2 separate regions of the Zea mays genome follow, and region 1 is linked to region 2. The links are chromatin contacts, called in public Hi-C maps. All regions are on one chromosome and are shown on one strand. The core of a region is the stretch at or near the end of the contact, and the rest is flanking DNA. Distances in the headings are between cores, read along the strand shown.

Evidence for each region. Hi-C and Micro-C count contacts between places; a contact is called where the count stands out from the background.
Region 1: a contact with region 2 is called in a Hi-C map of endosperm, with 2.9 times the contacts expected there. The contact joins the promoter of LOC100192733 here to the promoter of LOC100383045 in region 2. A contact is called at or near these places in 4 of 25 Hi-C or Micro-C datasets (ear, endosperm, leaf and 1 more).

What each region holds. Positions count from the first base shown.
Region 1 is chr1:209,254,613-209,257,312 of Zm-B73-REFERENCE-NAM-5.0, reverse strand. It overlaps LOC100192733 (peptidyl-prolyl cis-trans isomerase-like 1), which reads right to left and starts at 1,315. Exons shown (of 6, transcript XM_020546665.3): 1 at 796-1,315; 2 at 589-684; 3 at 421-482. The coding sequence starts at 867.
Region 2 is chr1:209,099,906-209,102,605 of Zm-B73-REFERENCE-NAM-5.0, reverse strand. LOC100383045 reads left to right here and starts at 1,401. Exons shown (of 2, transcript NM_001357101.1): 1 at 1,401-1,706; 2 at 1,795-2,620. The coding sequence starts at 1,461. The coding sequence ends at 2,550.

The sequences.
Region 1 (2,700 bases), core at 66-2,565, 150 kb before region 2:
TCATCTTACATATGTCCCTAGAAAAGAAACATCTTACCAGCTGTCTAGCAAATTAGCTTTTACCCAAGCTAGCAGCCAAAGAACAGTGGTATTAAGGCCACTGAAATGTTGTACAAGCAGAGTAGTTAATTTTTCTAATGCTCCACCTAATTCTGTTGTAAGCTAGCATTCACTCTACTAATGTGACGATGCAATCGTTAATCAAACAATAACACACATTGATGGCGGGCAAAATCAGTGGGAACGTGGCCACTGAAATGTTCTAAAAAATCCTTCCCAACACCATGCTTTATACCCAATTGAATCCTGGGTACACATCTACTGTTACCGCAGCTAGCATTCAAATAACTATGGGAACAACGTAGTCGTTGATTCAAGATAAATCAAGTGGAGGGGGACTATGGTCAACAGACTGCTCACCCATAGATGGACTCGCCACCTCTGCCGGTTCCTGTAGGATCCCCACCTTGCACAATGAAATCCTAAGCAGCAACAAAAACAGCAACCACTCATTACGTAACCAATATCAGATATTGACAACAAGCAAACTAAGATCAGTCAACACGAAATAGGAAACTCAGGAGAGACTTTGATGATGCGGTGGAAGATAACGTTGTCGTAGTAGCCACGTCGCGCGAGCTCGACGAAGTTCCGGCAAGTCTTGGGCGCGTGCCTGTAGTACATCTACGGATCGAGTGACCATCAGCATCAATCATGAAGTAGAAGTGCAGGGCCCAGTGCAAAGCGAGAAGTGGGAAGAGAGGAGATGCAACCGAGAGGAGAGAGGGGAGGTACCTCAACAGAGACAGCGCCCATGGAGGTCTCGAGGGTGACCTCCGGCGTTCCGCCGTCGGTGCTACCCCACATGCTGGGCAAGGGGCAGGGGACGGTAAGGTGGGCGGCGGCGGCGGCGGCGGGTGGAAAGCGGGAACGCGGAGGAGACGGGAGACGAGAAGCGAGGCAGGTCTGTCCGGGCTTGTGTGGGTGTACATCCGGGCCGGGCCCGCTCAAGCCGGAAAAGACACCGAACGGTTAAATTTCAGGTCGATCAGTAATTATTACAGGTTATATGTCCATGGATTTAATACTCAGCATATAGCTCGATATGTTATTGGTTAAATATATTTAAGCTTGAAAATAATTGAAAACGGTCGGGAAAATACTTAAACCATTACCGTTACTGTATTTTTTTTTGCCGAAATCAGAAACGGGAACGAGAATATTGGACGAAATAACGAAACCGATATTACAAGATATCGGGAACGGAACATGTTCAATCAGGAACGAGTCGATTATGATCGGGAATCGGTAACACGAAAAAGAAACATTTGCAGGCTATGACCCTATGACTATGATCCAAGACTAACAACCCCAAAGACATTCATTGCATAATAAATATTACAGAAAGCGGGCAAGCAGCCCAACAACCAACACATTCATTGCACAATACGCAAGATCCATGTCCATATTAGTATATTACTCGGTCCACATATTACCCAAAGACATACTCGGACGGCCCAAGTGCCCAACAGCAGAGAGTAGTATGCTGGTAGCCTAGTACTAGTACCTACCAGTGTTAGTAAACTAGCAGTCCACAACCAAAAGCCCAAAAGTATATGGCAAGTCCAAAAGTATCCACTATCTAGGCATCCAGCAACCAAAATTCACAAGTGACAAGTCCAAAAGTATCCACTATCCAGCAGCCAGCACCAGAACCTACCTCTACATGTCAAAGTAGCTCTGATCATCTGCATTTAGCCCATCTATATCTCCTTCATCAATGTCTATGACATCATCGTCCTACAACGTATGGAAGGCAACATATATTCATATATGGCAGCAACATAAACTTATATGGTACCACAACACTGATGTCTTTCCCCCCATTTTTTCAACTGCAAGTTGCTGCTGGCCTTTCACTATACTATGTGCCACCCTCAAATGTGTCCAAAATCCAGTTATTCCATAATTGCTCTCACATCGGCCCTTGTGCTTACATCTTGGCCAGCTGCAATGAGCCCACAACTGAACGTATGTCTTCCCATTATCCTCAATGACCAACCTCTTCTTGGTAAAGTACTGCCGTACATCAGATGTGCATTTCTTCTGCCTTTTTCCAGTAGGGACATCATCCTCAATATTGATGGCTTGTTCACTATTGCCGCCTCCATCCGCTGTGGCAGCAGCACTACCGTTGCCACCTCCACTTGGCAAAGTATCCCTACCTACATCATCTGCACCACAACCACTACCACATCCATCATTTGTTGCTGCCGCACCAGAACCACTAAGGTTTTGGCACATATTTTTTGACCTTGATCGCTTAGATCCTGACAAAAAATCAATAGATGTTTCTACCATTATATACATGTACATACAGCTACCATTATATACTGAACACACACAACTACTAGTGTAGCAGAGCAGTGCTTTACCTGATGTTGGATTTGGTGTAGGAAGTGTGGTGCTATGCACCACCACCGGCAATGGTGGATCCAGGATGAAGCGCTTGGCCTTGGATGCCGATGATGACGAGCCAACAGCAGAGCCATCGGCAGCAGCAGCCCCAGTCGGTGGCATGTTCTAGTCCTGTTTCCAGACGCGGAGAGGTTAGAGCAAGAGGAGTGGAGAATGTGGAGTGCAGCCGCCGACCGGTACCTGTCTCGCCGGCGAGCGATGGAGTAGGGCTCGACCGCCGCT
Region 2 (2,700 bases), core at 152-2,651:
CGATTCCTTGGCTACAATAGAACACAGTGTTCTATTAGTTAACACCGCCTACAAATGAACTATCTTATACAAACTAGTGCATATAAGGGATTCCAATCTATGGCTACAAAGTTGAAATGAACCCTAAAACAATGAATGTACATTCCAACTCGTAGTACAATAATAAGAACAGAAATCAGGGACAACACAGTCTGGCCACATCCTATCTCTATGTAAATTTGTGGAAACAAATAACTGAAATGTGAACATGTTTTCAATTTGAAGTGACTGACCATGTTGACATAAAAAAGCCTCATGATCTGGGAGACCCGACAAAACTACAAGGGAATCGTGGATGAATTTCATGTTGATTAATTTGAATGCTCCGGATATGGGAGAAAAAAAACCCCCCAAACCTGAAATGCCTTGCCCCAAATGCGGTATAAATTAATGAATCCGGACACAACAATTAGGGATTCATGGATGAAATACAAGTTGATGAATTTGAATGCTCCGGATCTGGGAGAAAACACCCCGCAAACCCTAAATGCCTTGCCCCAAAAACAGAGAATACAAAATACGGTAATGGATCAGTAGTATACACAATGGATTTGTGTAGATCGTACCTCGGTCTTCGCGGATCTGGCTCGGTGGAGCGAATGGAAGACGAAGACGACGGCGGCGACGAGCTTCGCTTCCTTTTGCCGGCAACCTTGGACGAAGTCGGCGGACGACGAAGCCGTTTGCCGATGGCGACTCTCCGGCGACGAGCTGGGGGAACCTCGCTTGGAACTTCGATTGCGGTGGGTCGCGCCTCATCGGTTGCAAGTGTTGCGAGCTCTACGCCGCCAGACCTGCCACCGCACGCCCGCTTCTCGCCCACCTGCCTCGATGCCGGCGGCGAAGCACGCCGGATCGAGGGCTCGGGCCCGGTAGATGCAGTCGCCAGCGCGGGGTAGGAGGAGCCGGAAGTTTCCTCGCGGCGGCTGGTGGAGGAGTAGCGCGGATAGCGCACTCTTGGGTGCCTCCCTATTTAGGGTGTCTGGCACACCCTCTAAAATTTAGAGGACGCTTTAGAGTTCCTTGTTGGAGACGTAGGAGACCTGACCGTTCCCTACATTTAACGGACAGAACCCTTTACAGGACCTTATTGGAGGCAGTCTTAGTCCTTCAAACCAAACGCGGCCTTACACCCCTATCAACAGTCACGCGGGACAAACCGGATTTATGGATTGTGGTCACTGGCAGTTGGCAGCACTACACAGTACACGCGTGACGCGTGCATCCAATACGTCATGCAAACATACAAATGCAAACGAGGAACACGCCCAGCTCCGTTGTCGTGTGCTCGCCGTGCCTCGCCACTGCCATGCTATAAAATCTTAGGAGCGGGCGGCACCTCGTTTTCCATTGCCTATCAACCGCTACTCACGCCGTACTGTCTGATCGGCAACACCTCGTGTACACGTAGGCCCGGAGATATGGCGGCATCGCCGGTGGCCATCGGCACGGCGGTGTTCCAGCGGGGGCCACTCCGCGTGGAGGCGAGGCACGTCGACTACAGCCAGGTCCCCAGCGTGCCCAAGCCGCTCATGGTGGTCGCCCCCACCGACGCCGGCGTCTACCCCGTGGCCGTCTTCCTGCACGGCTGCAACACGGTCAACAGCTGGTATGAGAGCCTCCTGTCGCACGTCGCGTCCCACGGGTTCATCGCCGTGGCGCCCCAGGTTCGTCTCCGTCGTCGTCATCGTGCAAGCATCGATCGTGTGCATGCATGTTTCCGTTCTTTTGCTGAGCTCTGAAAACACATCACAGCTCTACTGCGTGACGCTCAACATGAACGACTTGAAGGACATCGACGCCACCAGGCAGGTCACCGCCTGGCTCGCCGACAAGCAGCAAGGCCTGGCGCACGTGCTCGCCAACATCCTCCAGCTCCACGGCGTGAGGCCGGACCTCTCCAGGCTGGCGCTGGCCGGCCACAGCCGCGGCGGCGACACGGCCTTCGCCGTGGCACTCGGGCTCGGACCCGCCGCCTCGGACGACGACGACAACAACGCAGACGCAGGCACATCGCCGGCGGCGTTGCCACTCAAGTTCTCCGCGCTGATCGGCGTGGACCCCGTGGCGGGGCTATCCAAGCAGGCGCAGGTGGAGCCGAAGGTGCTGACCTTCCGGCCCCGGTCCCTCGACCCGGGGATGCCGGCGCTGGTCGTCGGCACGGGGCTCGGCCCCAAGCACGTGGGCGGGCCGCCGTGCGCCCCCGCGGGCGTCAACCACGCCGAGTTCTACGACGAGTGCGCGCCGCCGCGGTACCACGTCGTGCTGAGGGACTACGGGCACATGGACATGCTGGACGACGACGGCGTGCCCTACGTCATCAACAACTGCATGTGCATGAGGAACACCAAGGACACCAAGGACCTCGCCAGGAGGGCCATCGGGGGAGCCGTGGTGGCGTTCCTCAGGGCCACGCTGGAGGACGACGACGAGGATCTCAAGGTCGTGCTCGAGAACCGCCCTGGCCTCTCGCCGGCGGTGCTGGACCCAGTTGGGCATGACTTGGCTTGAATAGCAAGGCTGGCGGAGTGTGCTACATTGTCGCTCCTTATTTACACACACATACCACATGTTTCTTTTCCATTTTGTCCTCGATCGTGTCATGTCCCACTTGCCACAACTGTCCAGTCCGCTGGTGTCCAATGAATAGCAAGGATGTGA